Regions from separate parts of the Mus musculus genome. Here regions 2, 3 and 4 are each linked to region 1. Evidence: chromatin contacts called from public ChIA-PET, HiCAR-type and HiChIP or PLAC-seq data. All regions are on one chromosome and are shown on one strand. The core of a region is the stretch at or near the end of the contact, and the rest is flanking DNA. Distances in the headings are between cores, read along the strand shown. Region 1 holds the start of Sfxn2 (sideroflexin 2). Region 2 holds the start of Ldb1 (LIM domain binding 1). Region 3 holds the start of Pdcd11 (programmed cell death 11). Region 4 holds the start of Hps6 (HPS6, biogenesis of lysosomal organelles complex 2 subunit 3).

Region 1 (4,819 bases), core at 348-2,847:
CAATATTTTCACAAAAATATTGTGTGTGTGTGTGTGGGGGGGGCAACAGGAACCTGTTCGGAGCAGTTAGTAAGCCAACCAACCTGTTCTAAATGCCTTAATATCAAGTTTTCTTTGACTAGCTCTAAAAATATTCATTTCCCCATAACTTCATTTTTACTCTCCATCTACCGCGTACAGAATCAACAAGGGCAGAGAGATGTTCAGCAACGCTCAGTGTTCATTTGCCAGCATCCACGCGATGGTTCCCAGACATCCGTAACTCCAGTTCCAGGCAACCAAAGCTCTCTTCTGGCCTCTGCAGGCACCAGGCACACACGTGGAGCACAAACATACATTCAGGCTAAACACCCATACATATACATTAAATAAAATAACGATTTTAAAAAATCAACAAGGAACCGAGTGTTTCTGGTCAAAAATCTGTCACACATCATACACTTTGGAAAAGCCTTAATTAAGGTTAACGGAGACAAGGCTTGCTTCAAATTGATGCTCACTTTCTATTGTTCATTCTTTTTAGTTTGAGGTGAAGACCTTTGGTCCTCCTGTGGCCTCAGGCAAAAGGACACTGCAAATTTGAAGGAAAAGCTAGGACACGGGAGGTTAATTTGCTTCTATCTACATGGAATAAATACGGAGCAAAAAATCGCTCATCAACAACCATTATTTCTTCGCAGAACTTTCAGCGATTAAGTTGGGACTGCAGGAGCGCACCCACCACAGAGACATCCATTCCCAGCGGTACCTCTTATTGTCCTGGGACTTACTCCCTACACACCTCTCACTCAGAGACGCGAGCATCTAGGAAAGCCAGGTTACAGCTCCCTGGTGCTGCCAGGGTGATCTCAAAGACAGTAGAGCCGCGCCTCTCCCACTTTTGGCTGGTTCTCAGATGAACCCCACAGTCCCGAGGCGCCGAGAGGTCGACTCTGCAGTAAGATCTGAGAGCTTGGTCTGATCTCCGCAGCTCTAGAGTCGCCTTCATCCCAGTCCCTAGAAAGATGATGGTGCCCAGGCTTCCCCGCTAGCCAAGCACTCCATGCCTCGAATCTATCGCAAACCCCTCTTTTCTCTCCAGGCCTAGGCCTCCCTCCAGGCCCACTTTAGGGGCTCCTCCTTCGCCCCTGAAACCGATCTAGAACCCCAAAGATCAAGGCGAGCCCCATCCCACGTCCTCCTCGGCTTTACGCGCAGCGCCCCGCCCTGGGACTGGTGAAAGGAGGGGGGGTGACTGGTCAGCTCTGGAGGGGCCAGGGCCCCCACACTCACCATCCTCAAGCCGAGTCCCTCCTCCTCCTCCTCCGCCTCCTCCTCCTGCCTCCCCCGTTACCAGGGGTAACTGCTGCGGCGCCGCCCCTGACGTCCCTCGCACGCACAGCGGAGGAACGGAGCAGCGGGATGGGGCGGGGTTCTGCTCCTCTCTACCCAAAGTGCGCAAGCGCGCCAAAGCGCCCGCCCATTGCGCAGGCGGTCTCGGGAGGGGCGGGAGGGCGGGGCGGGCTGGTGAGCGACCCAGCGGGAGGTGCAAAGCCGCCCACGTGGCTGGCCGGAGCCTGTGGCCTCTGATTGGTCGGAAGTGGGGGCGTAGGGCGAGGGGGTGGTTCCCGGGCCTAGCCGCGACACTTCAGTTCTGCTTTCCTGGTCAGCTTCGCCTGGTGGCAGTCGCGGGGTGCATCCCTCTGGGACCAGGTAAGAGTTCGCAAGTGCAGCCAAATGCACAGCTACTCCTAATCCCCGCGCCTCCGAAGGGAGCGTGGTTCTGCTCTGTTGCGGCTGCCAGGCGCTGCGTGCTGGACTTGCATCTGCAGAAGCCGCGTGGCCGGAGGGACCCACCAGGGCTCCAATGGATTCTTCCCTTCTGACCCCGGTTGTCTTCGGGTGCCAGGCTTTAGGGCTCAGGAGTTGCGGCTACGTCTCTATCTCCACATTCTTGTTAGAATCCAGGATAGGTGATTTGTACTGTGTTGGGGGAGGTCGCCTGAGAGAGGGCGAGAGATAGGGAGGTTGGGGACCGGTCCCTAGCATTGAGGTTAGCTGGCAGCGGGAGTGTTAGATTGTTTGGGATCTGCTGGATTTTGCTAAACCGGGTTAGACTGCAAGCGCTACCTCCCGCTCCTCTCACGCCCAGGGCCGACCACAGGACCTTTGTGGCATGTTGGTTCCCGACAACCTGCCTTCGTGGAAATTGCATTCTTCCTAGTGGAATGTTTTTTTTTATATGAGGTTTAATTTCCTTACAACCCTAGAAATCGGTTATTGTAGATGATAAGAGTCCGGACTTGAACTAACTTGTAAACTATTTTTTTTTTTTACTTGTAAACTATTTTATAGTGTTGCTTGTAAACACTGTGGCCCAGGTAGGAGTGCTGTTTGCCCCCGGGGACTGAACTCAGAATGCAGGGGTTTGTACAGGGTAGGCAAGCACTCTGCCACCGACCTACATACACTACACCCCACACCTCAGAGCTGTTTATACCTGTTAATAAGCAGAGAACTCTTCCAACAGCTCATAGTTTAGGTAGAAGTGGTATCTCTGGAAGTCTGTTGATGTGTGTTTACCTGTTATCTATCTTACAGGTCCATGTATGTCACGTACATAGAGAGCAATTCCTGTCGCAAAGAAAGGGTGACATATTATTATTATTATCAATAGTTTAATCTGGGGTTCAGGCGTTACCTCTTTCACCAACCTAGTTGCCATTACTTAAACAAAGGCAGATTTTTCCAGTATGGGTTTTCAGGTTTGTTGTCGTTGTTGTTTTGAGAGTCTTACTATGGAACTCTGGCTGGCCTGGAACAAAACTATGTAGACCATACTGGCCCTAAATTTGCACAGGACTGCCTCCTTCCTGGGTACTTCTGGGCACTGGGTACATAGTGCGAAGCTTTCAGGTCTTTTTTACAACCAAGTAAAGAACTTTCTATAAAACCTTTAAAACTATTTGCTTTACGTATATGAATGTTTTGTCTGCATGTATGTAAGTGCATCATCACATGTGTCTTTGGTACCCGGGAGCTGGAGTTATGGGTGGCTGTCAGTCACCAGGTGGGTGCTGAAAACTGAACCCAGGGATTCTTGCAGAGCAGCGATTGCTCTTTAAAGTGCTGAGCCATGGCTCCAGCCCCACAGTCAGAAACATCTGCTACCTGCCTACTTGTATCGGATCCTTGGAGGGAAAAGTCAATTCTGAATCTTGACTAAAGAAGTTCAAGGTGATCAGACAGAAGGTGGTGGCGCACGCCTTTGATCCCAGCCCTTGGGAGGCAGAGGCAGCTGGATCTCTGAGTTCGAGGCCAGCCTGGTCTACTAGGACAGCCAGGGCTACATGGAGAAACCCTGTCTCAAAAAAAGGAAAAGGAAGAATAAAAGAGGCACTAGGTGAGTTGTTAGATTAGAGACCCCTCCCCTTCCGTTTATCTACTAATCTACTGCTCTTCACACTGGGGCCCTTTTGTGGGAAAAGGCACATTCAGGGTTCCCTCAGGTAGCACGGTATCTGTTTTCACTGTTACCTTGGAGTCCCGATGAGTGTGTCTGTAAGCAGGAGCCTGGGCCTGCTGGTTTAATTATTACCGTCATTCTCCTGCTTGTTCTAGGCAACCTGACGGTAGTCTGCTATTTCAGTGGTCTTTGGTCTGCTCTTGCAGAGTTTTGAGCTGCCTGGACCTCCCCTGGCCAAGTGCCCACAGGGCAAATATTCTATGGGGGCAAGTACTCTTACCTCAGAACTGTGACTATGGGTCTGTTCTGAGCTTTGGTCCCACTTGCTGGAGGAGATGAGCTTTCTCTAGGGAAGATCACTCTTAGTCTGCTTCATTTGTTCTCTTCTCTCTCTCTTGTGCTCTGTCTCTCATAATTGATCTCGAGTTAAAAAAAAAGTGTGTGTGTGTGGTGATCCAGTACCTTGTGTATAGAGTGAAGATACGACCACTCCAGGTTATGGTTGAGGAGAAGATTTTACTGTAGATATGACCGGAAGTACACTTAGAAGCATCTGGGGGAGTCCAGAGCAGGGAGAGAGAGTAACACATTGAACATGGCCAGCAGAATAAACCAGGCCCTGGGAGGAAGACCAAAGAGGGGTCAAGAGAGCCCATGGCTGAAATGGCGCATGCGGGGGGTGGGGGAGGGGTGGGGGAGGGGTAGGGGTGGTGTTCTATAGGATTGAGAAGCTGGAGGAAGGGAAGCTGGTTTTCCTGAGCTGAGGAAGTTTAGGGTAGGGGTGGGGTAAGAAAAGCTGGGAGGAGTCACAGGTGAGTGAGGCTGAGGCCAGCAGACACTTCTGTGTGCCCAAGCTCCTGAGTGTCTTTTGGACTGACACCCCACGAGTGAGCGGGGTCAGAGGACTACTTGCAGGAGTCCCTTTCCTCCTTCCACCATGAAGTTCTAGCCAGTGAACAAGTTAGGCTGGGTGACAATTGCCCTTGTCCATCTACTCACCTTTCAGGCTCCCCCCCTCCCCCCCCCCCAGATAGATAGTTTCAATGTATCGCCCAGGTTTGTCTGAGCTTGTTTTAAAACAAGAAACATTTTACTTTATTTATTTGGTGGGTTGGTTGGTTTTGGTTTGTTTGAGACAGAGTCTCAATATGTAGCTTTGGCTGTCTTTGAACTCCCAGAGATGCACATGGCTCTGTCTCCCAAGTGCTGGGATTAAAAAGAGTGTGTGGGGTTTGCTCAGCCTCCTTTGACTTTTATATAAATGTTTGCCTGCCTCTATGTGCACTCCACTAGTGTCTGGTGGTCACAGAGGTCAAAAGGTGTTAGATTCCCCTGGAATTGGAGTCATGGATGATTGTGGGAACCACCCCGTGG
Region 2 (5,112 bases), core at 253-2,752, 530 kb before region 1:
TCAGAATACAGGACATACAGAGGGGCAAGAGATCCAGCCAGGCTAGACCCAGGACACTGACCACTGACTTTCTAGAGAAAGCTGCCTCCATCCTGGAAGGAAGGCCAGTTTGAGGACACAGAGTTATAAGGAAGGGGACCGACTATATTCTGGGATTCTCTTTAGACTAACCTCTCCCATCACATGGCTCAACTGTTCCCTCCTAGCACTTGTGGCCTTATACCCCGACCGTACAAGAAAAATCTCAAGGCACTCTCAGACACAGGTGTTCCCTGGCAAGCTCTGATACCTGTTAGAGAGGGTTGTGATTTGAATTTGAGTCCTCAAGTTTTCACTGGGGGGGGGGTGTCAAGCATTGCTCCCCCAACTCGAATCTGCAAACCACTCTTAACTTCACGGCCTACCTGGAACTGCTACACTCCCCCTCCCACGAAGACTGAGATAGCAGACCCAAGGGCCCAATTATCTGACACCCCCTAGGAGTGCTTTTTGTCCCTCAGGAGGGCCAACCTACCCTGGCAACAGACAGGAAAAGTTAAAGGGGGGTAAGATGGGCTCCAATCAACTCCTCCCCCAAACAGCATCCTAAGAAACAGCCCGAGGGGGGGAATGTCACAAAATATGTAAGAGGCAATAAACAGCAGGGAAGGGGGGGAAACCCAAATCAGCCAATCAGAACTCTACGATGACCTGAGGGGGGGGTCAAAAGTCCAAAGTCACTTCTGATTGGCTAACACCCTGGAATTCTGGGAATTTCAGTCCCCCCCCATCCCTCCCCAGTTAGCCTCCCCCCCCTCAAAAAAAAATTACAAGCCATCCTTAGCACCCCCTTCCCGTGCCGCTGGGCTGCTGCGTATTTATACAGATGAGAAAACCCGGCCCCGATCGAGGCCCCTCTAACTCTATACAGCCCCCGACCCCCACCATGCCTTCGATGCCCCCCACATACAAATCCTCTCCAAACCAGGGGTTAGGGGGCCGAAAGGGAGGGAGGGGCCAGGCGGCCTCGAGACCCACTCACCAGGACAGGCACAGCCCACTGACATCTTCACATCGCCCGCCGCTGGGGGCCCAGCCGAGTCACGATGCCCGCCCCTCGCAGGGACAGGCCGGGCATGAGCCGCTGCCGCCGCCCGCGGCCCCCGATGCCCGCGCCGCCGGCCCGGCCCGGCCTCTGCCCGGTGCGGGCCGCCCCTGCCTGCAGCGAGGGGCCTGTCAGGCGCGGAGCAGACAGGAAGGAAGCCAGGCAGGAAGGCGAGCTGCCTCTGCGTGTGTACGCGCGGGTGTGCGTCCCCGGAGTGTGTGTCCGTGTGTGCGCGTGTGCGTGTGCGTGTCTGTGCGCTCCCGCCGCCCTCCCCGCCGCCGCCCTCGCGCTCGCTCCCGTTCGTTCGCGCGTCCTCTCCCTCTCGCAAGCGCCGGCTCTCCGGCCAGAGTCGGGCTGGGCCGGGCTTTATTAATATGCTAATTGTCCTGGTAGTGGGAGGGGAGAGCCGTGTCAAAGTGACCCGGGCGAGCGCGGCGCGAGCGGCGACGTGCGTGCGCCGCGCGGCGAGGGGCAGGGAGCGCTCCCGGGAACGGCATGCGTGTGACGCAGCTCTTAAAAAACGAGACGGAGGCAGAGACCCCGGCGAGGGCGGGCGCCGGGGAGCGGGAGGAGGCGAAGCCTCACGCTCGGCGTCCGTCCTCCGGGTGCGCGGGGTTGGGAGCGTGGCTGAGCGGGAGCGGGGATTGGGGGAGGCGGAGCCTGGGTGGGTAGTGAGGTGTACCCTCTCTCCACCCCCGGGAGGGATGGGGCGCTGACCCCTGCCTGTGCTCTTTGCGGAGACCCTGTGTGGCGCGCTCCACCCGAAGCTGGGTGGGAAAAGGAGCACTCTCCTAATTCTCAGAGCAACCCCTAGACTCATCCCCTTTCTAAATTAACCAGACCATGCCTGCTAAACCAGTTGGGACTAGAGCTAAAAGGGTTAATTAAGAAGGGACCCCACCCTCCCCCGCCTAAGGGCCTGAGGTCCGCATTTTGCAAGGGGACACAAGGGCTGTGGTATGACCATTAGGCTGGGAAGGGGGGGAGCACTACCAAAGCCATCCTTTCCTCTTGCAGGCTCTGACGCACCAGTTAAGACACTTCCCTTCCCCCACTTTCTTCTTCCAGCCCTGGAGCCTTCTACCCACCCACCCCCATCCTCCGCCCCCTGGAAGCAGCTCCCTGTTTTGGAGGTGGAGAACAGGAAACCTACTCCTTCAGTGCCCCCTACCCATAGGGGCAGAGGCCGCGGGGAGGGTTGGGGGTGGGGCATCCTGGACAGTCAGTCTATCTTCCAAAGGGAGAACCCTCCCAACCTTCAGGCAGTCCTCAAGGACTCCTCAACCCAACCCATGGAAGGGAAGAACTCTTCCATCCCTTCTCCAAAGCCCAGCCCTAGCTGCCTCATAAACAGGAAATACCTATTAGCAGGGAGGAGGGGAGCTGCTAGAAGGAGTTCGGGGGGGGGGTGTCCCCCAAGCCTTAGCTTCTCTTAAGCTTCGTGGTGTATTCCCTGGGTAGATTCTGGGGGCTGGTATTCCCTGTCTAAGGTATCTGAACTAGACTGGTTACACTGGCTTCCCTCTTCCCTTTGTTGCTAAAATGGGGATTGTTTGAAAAAGGTGTTTGATTTCCCTACCCCGATTTAGGAGTTTGCACAGCTGGCTTGACTGTCCAGGGGAGAGTTACAAAGGTGGAGGTTAAGGTGCCATGAGACCACATATCCCAACCTTAGGGGTTTTTTTTGTTTTTTTTTGTTTTTGTTTTTTGGCTAAGGAGCAAGAGACCATGGTAGTAGAGTCTGATGATTGAAAGGAGGGCGTGCCTAGGAATGAGAATACCCCTCCCCCAGTGTTTAGAATATGGGGAGCTCCTCGGGATTACGCCGCCTGCCGTCGTCCCCGTCCCCACCAAGGGCATAGAAGGACTTGACAAAAAAAAAAAAAAAAAGACATCCACACACCAGCATTTCCTTGGCAGCATCCTCTGCCAGAGTCCATCTCCTTTCCACTTTCTTTCAGAGGTCAGCACTAGAGGGAGTGGAGAGGACCTAAGGACCTAAGGCAACAAATAGCCCCGAGTTCTGGATGCTCAGATTTGAATCCCTGCACAACCCCTCTTGAGCTGTATGACAGCCGACAGCCCCACCCTGAGCTTTACCGTCTGTAATTAGCTGGATGAGATATGAACCAGACAATGTGTACCCCGCATAGCCTCTCTCCCCATGTAGTACTACTGGTTAGACATTAGTACAAGTATGCCTTTTTTTTTTTTTGGTAAAGATTATTTCAAGGATGACAAGAGGGTGCTGAATGTGAGTTGATACAGAGGAAGGGGGATATCTTTCAGCCTTTTGACTCCTAATCTCTATCATCCATGAATGTGAATGTGCCTTCTCCCAGTCCTGGGACCACTTGCCCCTAAGGCCACTCATTCCAAACAACTAGCTAGACCAGATTCCAAGGTGATTCCGATCACCTACCTGGTGGACTGTGGGGATTTTCTCATACCCCACAGAGGTCTTCCTTCCTTTTGAATGAGAGATTCTTCTACGTTGGAGGTGTAGAAGGTGAAATACAAGGACGGAGATGAGGTGGAGATAGGTGCAAGGAAGGAGACAAAAATAAAACTGCAGGAGTGAACAAGGACCTGGCTCTGTGCTGGGTGTTCACACCTGTGGTCTCCTTTATAAGGACATTGTACATTTGGGTGTGAATGATGCCTGCCCACATCTGTGCATAGTTTCATGTGTGCATGCAGAGGTCAGAGGTCAACCTCTGGCGTACTTCCTCAGGAACCATCTTAATTTCCACACAATCCAGTATCACACAGTGAGCTGTAGGGCTCCCAGATTAGGCTAGGCTGGCTGACCCTGACCTCTGTGGAGCCCCAAGGCTATGTTCATCCCCACCGCTGGGGTTCCAGGCATTTAAGGCCACATCTGCATTGTTAGGTAGGTGCTGTGGAATCACACTCAAATCCTCATGCTTGCAGAGCAAACCACCTTAGCTTCTCCCTTGCCTGGAACCACTGATCCTCCTGCTCCTACCTCCCAAGTGCTGGGGCATCTCACCTGGAGTTCGAGGGGACCTTTGGAAGGGGCTGCTTATTGCCCATGTTGCACAAGCAAGCACACTGAGGGTCAGGGTTGGGCCACACAGCTCAGTCAGTGGTAGGGAGCACATGCCACAACCCTTGCAATTCTGCCTGTTGTCAGCTCCAAAACCCTGGGGTTCGGAGGGCTGAATACATCTTATTTAAAGGGGAGGAAGTTATTCTATGCATATGGTCTCTTGCAAGAAGAGACCTAGGAAAGAAGAGTGGAAGGATGAATAAAAAAAAAAAAAAAAAAAAAAAAGTACATGGCTGGAGAGATGACTCTGTAGCTGGCCTTAGAGACCCGCCTGCCTGCCTCTCCTGTGCCTGAGTTAAAGGTGTGTCCCCCTGGCTCACACAGGCTCTTCTTAGAAAAAGACTGGGGGCCAGGCTTGGGAGGCAGAGGCAGGCAGATTTCTGAGTTCAAGGCCAGTCTGGTCTACAGAGTGAGTTCCAGGACAGCCAGGACTACACAGAGAAACCCTGTCTTGAAAAATCAAAAAAGGCGACTAGGGTTCAATTGCCGGCACCCACATGGCAGCTCACAGTAATACATGCAGTCAGAACACCAATGTACATAAAGTAAAAATAAACTATTTAAGAAAACAACATTAATGGGGGCTGGAGAGATGGCTCAGCGGTCAAGAGCAATGACTGCTCTTGCAGAGGTCCTGAGTTCAAATCCCAGCAACCACACGGTGGCTCACAACCATCTGCAATGCTATTCAGTGCCCTCTTCGGGTGTGTCTGAGGACAGCTACAATGTACTCATGCATAAAATAAATACAAGCCGGGCGTGGTGGCACACGCCTTTAATCCCAGCACTCAGGAGGCAGAGGCAGGTGGATCTCTGAGTTCGAGGCCAGCCTGGTCTACAAAGTGAGTTCCAGGACAGCCAGGGCTATACAGAGAAACCCTGTCTCTTAAAACCAAAAAAAAAAAAAAAAAAAAAAAATAAAATAAAATAAAATAAATACATAAATCTTTAAAAG
Region 3 (4,625 bases), core at 531-3,030, 520 kb after region 1:
ATTCTGACTGCAGAACAAAGGGAAGGTACGGGAACTGGGGTTTTAAAGGAAGCTTAGATTTCCATCTAAGTGGTGTCGATGGTGATGTCTTTGCCGTCACTGTCATGGAGAGACAGGATTAATTCACTCTGTAGACCTAAGCTGGCCTTGCGTTCTGGGAGTAAATGTGTGTGGCACCACCACATGGCAAGCAAAGGTGATATTAAGGCTTAAAGCACCTTCCAACAAACTGCATATTGTTTTAGGACAATGACCTTTTTTAACAGTTAATATTGTTAACAATGCCCTGTATGGAATTTTTATTTTATTTTATTTATCTCAGTCTGTAGCCCCAGATGCCTGTACTCACTACATAGATTAGGCTGGCCTTGAAATTACAGAGATCTGCCCAACAGTGTTGGGACTAGAGGGACAAGCCATTCACACCTGGCAATAGGAACAAATAAAACTAAAATGTCCTGTCCTTGCAGTCATGTGCAAGCTTAGAGCCATTTGGTAGTGGAAAAAAATCACCAAAGACTAATAATTGTGAGCCTGTGAGTTAGTATTTTTTAAAAAAATGTACTACTGTTGAACAGCAGCCTGCTACAAAGTCTAAGCTGACAGGTTTTGCTTCTGTTTCTAAATAATCCAATAACTACTATTAAATACCACCAGCCTTTCCATGTGAAATGGGCATTTCATTAAAGTCTTGGGGTGAGCAGCTGCCCTTGCTTTGTAACAGGCTCCTGGATACAGCTATTCCCGTCTTATGGGCACCTATCTGGAGTAGTGCCATCACCAGGTATAAGGAAGATGAAAGTCAAAGGACCACAAGCAGCAAACAGCCTCTGTGGAAACCCTTGCACTGATCAAACACGGCAGTGACTCTCAACCTTCCTAATGCTGCGACCTTCCTTCTGTTGTGGTGAAACCTCTCTTCCCCCTCCCCCAATAAAATTATTCCGTTGCTCCTTCACAGCTGTAATTTTGCTACGGCTAGGAGTCTCGTAATGTAAATAAATATTTTTGGAGATAGAGGCTTGTCAAAGCGATCATGATCCACAGGTTCAGAACCGCTGGGATACAAAATCTAATCCGTTTTTAGAGCCCAGGCCTGGAGAACCGCAGGGCCATTCCACGTTTACTCTGGTTTTGACAAAGGCCACGGCGCAGGTAAAGGAGACCTGGTTTCCCGATCGCAGCTCGGAGGAAACAAATCGCTATGGCCATAGAGGCCAAGACACACGAACTCTGCCAGAGATGGGGTCAAAATCCAGAGTCCTCTCTCAACATCCACTGGATGGATGACCTTGGGGAGCTCCCCTCTCGACCGGCCTCACTCCCAATCCACACTGGGAAGTGGGGCATAAGGCTCTCCGCTAACCGTGCGAGCCCTGGGGCGCTCGTCACTCGCGGTGCTGAGGCTTCCTAGATCCGCCATGGGGCCCTGACCCTCATTTTCTCCAGCGCCTTTCCCATTCCCCAGCGTCTCCCCGCAAAAAGAAAACCTCGCGCTGTTCCGGGGCTGGAAAAACGGCCAGACTCTAGTCGGCCCTACAAAGCTCAATCACCGGACCGAGCAGCCAAGAGCGCTTTCTCACCCACCTTCGTCCGAACCCCAAACTCGGCGGCCGATGTCCTTCAACAAACCTAGCGACGAGCTCGGCCCGACCGGAAGACGCCCCCTCCCCGCACGCGACCGACAGGCCGCGACGACTCGGCCCTCGGCGTGGATTGGCTATAAACGCCAAGTCCCGCCCTTCTACTTCCCGTTTCAGCCGGCGTCAGACCCGACGTCAGAACGGAAGTAGCCCTGGTCTTACCTACGCTCGTGGACGAGTCGCGTGGAGCTGTCGGCTCCCTGTTCTGCGCGTGCGATTGCGTTGAGACGCTCCGTGAGGTATGCGGCGGTGGGAGCCTTGGGGCTGATGACACGGGAGCTTCGGCGTGGAGGGAGGAGACTTCATGCCTGTCACCTCGGCTTCCTGGCCTGGGTCTCCGGGTTTCGTGCTAAGCACAGTTGGCTTGGGATGGGAGGTCTTATTCCCTCAATCCCCTCGGAGCTAGCAGTTCATGCAAGCCATGCTGTCCTCTGCAGGTACCTTAAGTGCCTTCTCTACGTGATCGCCAGACTGTTTGGTGCCTCGGTCTCATCGGGTCTATAATGGGAACTATAGAGTCCCAGCGAAGTAGACCTTGTGAGCTATACTGTTTCTACGAAGCATGCACCCATAACAGAACAAACCTTACATTTTTCGTTCGTCGTCCCTTTCACAGTCTCACTCGGCTACTAAAGTTTTCTTCCTAGGTATCCCAGAACCAACCAGGCTGCCCTGCGTCTTCATTTATACCTCGTCTTGGTTCTCATGGTTTCCCTGATGTGCATCGTTTAAATCCTTACACTGGCTTTCACTTCTGTCCAATCTGTAGACTGAGGAATATTCTCCATTATTTTGTCACGTTCCCCATGGCTCTGAAGTACCAAGTAAACGCAAACTATTAATTTTTTAAGTATCTTTCACCAAAGAGCCAAATTATTTTCTAAAATATAAGTTGTTACCATGCTTTATTTTCCCTGTAGCTTAATTGAATAATTCAGCTTTTTAGAAAGCCTTTGAAGAGTTGTTTGACAGGCAACTGGTTGGTGTATTTTGAGAAATAAACTTTTTCTTTCTTTCTTTCTTTCTTTTTTTTTTTTTTTTTTTGAGACATAGTTTCTCTGTATAGCTCTGGCTGTCCTGGAACTCACTTTGTAGACCAGGCTGGCCTCGAACTCAGAAATCCGCCTGCCTCTGCCTCCCAAAGTGCTGGGATTAAAGGCATGTGTCATCACGCCTGGCAAACTTTTTCTTGTTTCTCTGTTGTTGTTGTTGTTGTTGTTGTTTTTAGCATTGTCTACCATCATATTTCTATTTACTATTATTATAGTTATTTTTGAGACAGGGTCTCATTATGGAGTCCTGTCTTGTCTGAAACTCACAGAGATAGGCCTTCCTCTGCCTCCCAAGTGCTGGAGTTAAAGGCATGGACCACCAGACCCGGTTCTTTATTTATTTAATGTACAGCTCAAAAGCATCATTCTTATGAAGTGTTCATCTTTACAGAATCCTGCCACTTCTCTTTTGTTTATGCATTATAATCTGACTTGTATCTTAAATTACTTTTTTCCCCCCTGAGACAGGGTTTCTCTGTATAGCCCTGGCTGTCCTGGAACTCACTCTGTAGACCAGGCTGGCCTTGAACTCAAAATCCGCCTGCCTCTGCCTCCCAAGTGCTGGGATTAAAGGCGTGCGCCACCACTGCCCGGCTTACCTTAATTTACCTACATTTTGTTTTCTAAATAATGTATGTTTGGCGGTATGGAATTATATATATATACACACACCTCACATAATTACAATGATTAACACTAAATGAACATTTGCTACATAGAATGCATTTCCTGGAAGATCGTGCACAGTGTATAGTTTGTGGTTTTGAGGTAGACAATATTGGAAAGATGAAAAAAATGGGAGCCTGACATGCCTTTTTTTTTTTTTTTTTTTTTTTTGGTGTTTCGAGACAGGGTTTCTCTCTAATGCATCCCTAGCTGTCTTGGAACTTACTCTATAGACCAGGCTGGCCTCGAACTCAGACCTTTTGGCCTGTCACCGTAGTGCTGGGATTAAAGGTGTGTACCACCACACAGCAGCATATGGACTATTTAATCATACTCTTGGATCTTGTTCATTGCTAGAAGGTTCTCTTGCCTGCTGATCATGTGCTCTATGAAGCCAGCCATCAGTGCTAGAGCTCACCATTGTCTTCCCATCAGCTGCAGAAGACCCCAACATGGCAAACCTGGAGGAAAGCTTCCCCCGAGGGGGGACACGGAAACTCCACAAATCAGAGAAGTCTTCCCAGCAGGTGGTTGAACAAGACAACTTATTTGATGTAAGTGGTGTGCTGTTTGGCATCTTTGGGAAGACTGAGCCTCATTGGCACCAGTTATTTTCCAGTTTGTTTCTCTTTGACTTCACTTCTAGAAATTGAACTTGTTAAAGAGGCTCTACCACCTCAGGCTTCTTTTGACGCGCACGGCGTTAAGTATTTGACGTTGAAGTGCTATTGTAATTTGTCCTTAGGGAGTCTGTGCCACTTGAAAAGGATGGGAAAAAAGGGTACTGGATAGTGAATTTTGCTTTGTTGTTGGTGCTGGGGATTGAAGTTGGGCAAGTACTTTATTCCTGAGCTCTGTTGCTGCAGTCCTAGTAAAGAGTCTGCGTTGAAATACATTCTCAGATCAGATTGCTTTCTAGGTGCTAGAGAGACAGAAACTGCCACCTGAGTGGGTGGCCTTAGTTTTACAGAATCTCTCCATGTGTATTTTAGAGTAGAAGTCACGACTTGATGCGGAGGAACTAAGGTTCAGGGAAGTAACAGATTTAGTTAAAACCACCAGGCTTGTTGTGGAAAAGCTTTGGCATTTGACATGAGCGTCTGTGTACCTATGTACACCTATGGCTTCCCAACTGGGGAACCCTGGTGTCCACCCTGCTCAACAAACAAGGACATAAGACATAAGAGGCGTTGGGAAGATGAAGGAGGCTCCTCAGATCATGGGCAGAGGGAACATTGGTGCCTGGATGCTAGGCTTGGGAGTG
Region 4 (4,833 bases), core at 300-2,799, 570 kb before region 1:
GTTTGATTCCTGACACCTGTCTCAGTCACTCTTCTATTGCTGTGAAGAAATACCACAACCAGGGCAACTCTTTTTTTTTTTTTTTAAGATTTATTTATTTATTATATGTAAGTACACTGTAGCTGTCTTCAGACACTCCAGAAGAGGGAGTCAGATCTTGTTACAGATGGTTGTGAGCCACCATGTGGTTGCTGGAATTTGAACTTCAGACCTTCGGAAGAGCAGTCGGGTGCTCTTACCCACTGAGCCATCTCGCCAGCCCCAGGACAACTCTTATACAAGAAACCATTTAATGAGGGGCTTGCTTGCAGTTTCAGAGCATCAATCCATTATCATCATTGGCAGAGAGCACGGTGATGCACACGGCAGTGAAGCAGTAGCTAAGAGCTCCAGTCCCATCCACAGGCAGACGGGAACCTGGACCTGGCATGGGGGGTTGAAATCGCAAAGCTCACTGCCAGTGACACACTTCCTCCAAGGAGGCCACACATAACTAATCCCAGTTCTTCTCAGAGAGTGCCACTCTCTGATGACTAACTATTCAGATATATGCGTCTGTGGGAGACCATTCTTAGTCAAACCACCACAGGAACCACGTGGTACAAGGCAAGAACCAGCTCCGAAAGTTGTCCTCTGGCCTCTGAGTGGGTGTTGTGGCGTATGCCCATAATATTGCACGCACACAAACACAGACACACATAGATACACACACAAACACACACACATTCAATATAATTTAATTTAAATTTTTAATGAGGAAGGCAGTGAACAGGAACAAAGTAGAATAATATATATATGTGTAAAAATGCCAGCCATAGCTTGGTCAATAAAGTGCATACCTCAAAAGCTTAAGACGCTAATTCTATCCTCAATGCTTGGTATTGTGGTTCGAGTCTATAATCCCAGCGTGGGAGACTGAAGCAGGAGGATCTCCCGAGCTCATTGGCTGGCTAGCACAACCTAGTGGGTGAGAGGTCCTAGTGAAAGAAGTTCTCTCAAAACAGTGTAGAAGGTTGGCTTCTGAGGAAAGACACTGAGGCTGACCTCCAGCCTTCACAGGTGCACACAGGACTAAGAATATGGAGGAAGGGGATGCGATCATGAAATTCATTACTTTGTATGCTGACTTCAAATTTAAAACATATGTATAAAGACCAGGGATGGTAGTGATGAACTTTAATCACGGCACTTGGGAGGCAGAGACAGGAGAATCTCTGTGAATTTGTGGCCAGCCTGGTGAGCGGAGGGTTGTTAACCTTACAGTTTTTCCACTAAATTTCCAGGCGGTTGAGATTTGCTATTTGGTCAGGGCTGATACGGTGTCAGTACTCAACCACAAATAAGGTGAAAGAGCGAGGTTCAGAAAGAAGGGAGACGTTTTGAGACATTCTCACGGTGCCTAGGAAACTTGAATCCAGAGCGGGGACCCTTGGGTGCTGCGGATGCTCCTCCCTCGGACATCTTCCCGCAGCTCCGCCCCCGGCGCGCAGCGCTAGCGGGGCGTGCCCTGGGGCAATCCCGGACCTCGCCTGGCGGGGCGGGGCCGGGCGGAGTCGACGTTCAGTCCAGGGCTTGGCTCACCTCATTCACCAGGGACGGAAGTGTCAGCCCTGCACTCCCCCGGGTACCAGGACTAGCAGTCCGGCCTCGCCCCACTGGGCGATCAGGCCTTGGCTAGCTCCTGCGGCAGAGGCGTCATGAAGCGTGCAGGAACTCTGCGCCTGCTTTCGGATCTGAGCAACTTCACCGGCGCGGCCCGGCTCCGCGAGTTGTTGGCGGGGGACCCAGCTGTCCTAGTCCGCTGCAGCCCTGACGGCCGCCACTTGCTGCTATTAAGACCCCCCGGATCGCCCGCCCCACAGCTTCTAGTGGCTGTGCGTGGGCCCGGCCTGCCGCTGGAGCGTGCCTGGCCGGAGGGCGACCCCTCGCCGCTGGACGTCTTTTTCGTGCCGTGGCTGGCGCGACCCGCGCTGATCTTGGTATGGGAGAGTGGCCTAGCAGAGGTTTGGGGCGTGGGGATGGAGCCTGGATGGAAGCTACTTCAGAGCACTGAGCTGTGTCCGGATGGTGGAGCCCGCGTGATGGCCGTGGCCGCAACCCGAGGCCGCCTAGTTTGGTGCGAGGAGCGTCAGCCGGGTGTTAAGGACCAACCAGAGCAGCTTTCAACGGCCTTCAGCCACCGTGTGTGCTTCAAGACCCTGGAAACCAGCGGGGAGGCTGGCACCAAACTAGGCTGCACCCACATCCTGCTACACCATTGCCCCCTTTTTGGACTGATAGCCTCCCGCAAGGACCTCTTCCTGGTGCCTACTACCAACACTTGGTCTGGTGTGGCCCACCTTCTGCTCATCTGGAGCCCAAGCAAGGGGAAGGTAATAGTTGCTGCTCCATCTCTTGGTCTTTCACACAGTAAAAGCCTGAATCCCAAACAAGGGGACACTTGGGACTTCCGGACCCTGCTGCGAGGCCTTCCTGGATTCCTGTCCCCCAGGGAGCCACTGGCTGTACACACTTGGGCCCCATCTTCGCAGGGCTTGTTGTTGCTTGACTTGAAAGGGAAGGTGAGCCTAGTGCAGTGCCATGGTGGTACTCGAACCGTGGGAATCCTGCAGGAGGCCCCTGTAAGCCTAAAAGGGTCTGCAGCCCTGGGGACATTTCACGGCACTTTAGCCTGTGTCCTGGGCTCCACCTTGGAACTACTGGACATGAGCAGTGGGCGGCTGTTGGAAAAAAAGGTTCTCAGTACAGACAGAGTACATTTGCTGGAGCCTCCAGCCCCGGGCATGAAGAACGAGGAAGAGCTGGAGACCCGAGGAGCCCTACGATTGCTTTCAGCCTTGGGTCTCTTTTGTGTGTGTTGGGAAACTCCCCAAGGCCTTGAGCTGCCTTCAGACAAGGACCTGGTGTTTGAGGAGGCCTGTGGGTACTACCAGCGTCGGAGCCTTCGAGGTACCCAGCTTACCCCAGAAGAACTGAGACACAACAGCATGTTTCGGGCACCTCAGGCCCTGGCCTCCATCCTCCAGGGCCACCTGCCCCCGTCTACACTCCTGACAACCCTGAGGGCTGAGCTCCGGGATTATCGTAGTATAGAACAGCTCAAGGCCCAGCTGGTGGCTGGGGACGATGAGGAGGCTGGCTGGACTGAGTTAGCGGAGCACGAGGTGGCCCGCCTGCTGAGAACCCAGTTGACAGGAGACCAGCTGGCCCAATTCAACACCATTTTCCAAGCCCTTCCTACAGCAGCTTGGGGTGCCACCCTCCAGGCACTGCAGCTCCAGCCAGATAGGAGTGGCAGGCTGAGGTCCCAAGCACCCCCGGATGTATGGAAGAAGGTCCTAAGGGCTCCAACAGCTGGAAAGGAACATCCCAATGGAATACTGCCGCCCTTTGAACTCCTGTGTCAGTGCCTGGGCCAGCTCGAGCCTCAGTGGCTCCCCCCATTTGTGAAACTGGCACAGCAGCAGGGTGGCCCCGGCTGGGGGGCTGAAGGCCCCAGTCTGCCCCTTTACCGCCGAGCCCTGGCAGTGCTAGGTGAGGAAGGGAAGAGGCCTGAGGCTCTGGAACTCGAGTTGCTTTTGGGCAGTGGGCGACCCAAAGCCGTGCTACAAGCTGTAAGGCAGCTGATAAAGAAAGAAGAGTGGGAACGGGCTCTGGAAGCCGGGCTGGCCCTGGATGCCTCCAGCCCCCTGCTTCGAAGTGAGATCTTTAAGCTGCTGCTGGCAGAGTTTGCCCAGCACCGCCGCCTGGATGCACACCTCCCTCTCCTCTGTCGCCTGTGCCCACCGGAAGTGGCTCCACATGAGCTCCTACTTCTGCTGAGGACACATCTCCCAGATGATGAGGGAACCACCCCTTTCCCTGAGCCTGGGGCAGAGCCCCCTCTCACAGTGGGCTTGGTCAGAGCCCTGCTAGAACAGACTGGGGCTCAAGGAAGGCCGTCTGGCCCAGTTCAAAGCACCTATGAGGACATCTTATGGGACCCAGGCACTCCACCCCCTACACCACCTCGTGGACCCACTGCTTCTCTCCCGGCATCAGACCATCCAGGACAAGAAGCCTGGGTACCACCTGGACAAGGGCTCGGTGCAGCTGATGTGGGAGTTCATTTGTAGAGCACAGAGATGCGAAGGGAAGGGTACCTAGGGTTATGAAGCACGAAGGTGGGACTTGTGTGTGCAATACTGTCTGTTGTGGAACAATTTTTAAAATACATGCAAATACCAAATATACTCACAGAGGTTTCTTGTGCGTGTTAAGTTTTGAACAGCTAAGGGTTGTAGCTTATCGAGGGAATGGTTGAATCTGGATGTCTTGCATAAATCAGCTACTTCTGGTCATGGAAACAATAGTCCTGAGTGTGTTTCCTGTGTGCTAGGAAACCTGTTGATCTTTATAGAATTCCTTATTTAATGCTTCTCATAACTCCACTGATGAAGTATTAATGTCTCCATTTTCTAGAGAGAAGAAGTAGCTGGCTAGAAAGATGAAAGAGCTTGGCCAAGTTTATCACCTAGAACATAGAGGCTTGAACATGTGAGCCATGTCACTCCATAGCCCAGCAGTGCCTGCAAGCTCCTTACCTAGTGCTGGCTTCTCCGGGACTTCAAGGAGAGAATTCTATAGGGCTCTCTTTTTTTTCCCTGGGTCTCTTCTGGCCTTGGGGAAAGAAGCCCATATTTGTCCTAAGCCCTTGCTTACTTCCCCCCATTCTTGAGCAGTCCCTGGTTTATACAGACAAGGGGGTTGTTTGTAGGGCTCCAGACTAGTAATGAGTCACTGCTGGGGAGCTGGGGGACAGACAGACGGACTGCAAAGCTCTTGAGAAAGCCT

Evidence for each region. ChIA-PET counts read pairs in DNA pulled down with a chosen protein or histone mark. HiCAR-type assays count read pairs that join an accessible place to other places. HiChIP or PLAC-seq counts read pairs in DNA pulled down with a chosen protein or histone mark.
Region 2: a contact with region 1 is called in an H3K27ac HiChIP or PLAC-seq map of microglia, with 4 times the contacts expected there. The contact joins the promoter of Ldb1 here to the promoter of Sfxn2 in region 1. A contact is called at or near these places in 2 of 115 datasets of contacts at active chromatin or transcription factors (microglia and pancreatic cancer cells) and 3 of 9 other capture datasets (adipose tissue, liver and pancreatic islet).
Region 3: a HiCAR-type map of astrocytes shows a contact between it and region 1, with 2.5 times the contacts expected there. The contact joins the promoter of Pdcd11 here to the promoter of Sfxn2 in region 1. A contact is called at or near these places in 6 of 39 promoter capture datasets (the 3T3-L1 cell line, erythroid cells, hematopoietic stem and progenitor cells and 3 more), 2 of 115 datasets of contacts at active chromatin or transcription factors (astrocytes and pancreatic cancer cells) and 2 of 9 other capture datasets (adipose tissue and macrophages).
Region 4: an RNA polymerase II ChIA-PET map of memory CD8 T cells shows a contact between it and region 1, with 16 read pairs. The contact joins the promoter of Hps6 here to the promoter of Sfxn2 in region 1. A contact is called at or near these places in 1 of 39 promoter capture datasets (pre-B cells) and 1 of 115 datasets of contacts at active chromatin or transcription factors (memory CD8 T cells).

What each region holds. Positions count from the first base shown.
Region 1 is chr19:46,571,768-46,576,586 of GRCm38.p6, forward strand. It overlaps Sfxn2 (sideroflexin 2), which reads left to right and starts at 1,598. Exons shown (of 12, transcript NM_053196.3): 1 at 1,598-1,692. It overlaps Arl3 (ADP-ribosylation factor-like 3), which reads right to left and starts at 1,415. Exons shown (of 6, transcript NM_019718.3): 1 at 1,273-1,415. The coding sequence starts at 1,275.
Region 2 is chr19:46,043,809-46,048,920 of GRCm38.p6, forward strand. Ldb1 (LIM domain binding 1) reads right to left here and starts at 1,503. Exons shown (of 11, transcript NM_001113408.2): 1 at 1,022-1,503. The coding sequence starts at 1,046.
Region 3 is chr19:47,088,986-47,093,610 of GRCm38.p6, forward strand. It overlaps Pdcd11 (programmed cell death 11), which reads left to right and starts at 1,781. Exons shown (of 36, transcript NM_011053.2): 1 at 1,781-1,882; 2 at 3,797-3,915. The coding sequence starts at 3,814. Atp5md (ATP synthase membrane subunit DAPIT) reads right to left here and starts at 1,662. Exons shown (of 4, transcript NM_023211.5): 1 at 1,588-1,662.
Region 4 is chr19:46,001,929-46,006,761 of GRCm38.p6, forward strand. Hps6 (HPS6, biogenesis of lysosomal organelles complex 2 subunit 3) reads left to right here and starts at 1,550. Exons shown (of 1, transcript NM_176785.3): 1 at 1,550-4,245. The coding sequence starts at 1,698. The coding sequence ends at 4,115. The region is part of intron 1 of 4930505N22Rik (RIKEN cDNA 4930505N22 gene); the gene reads left to right.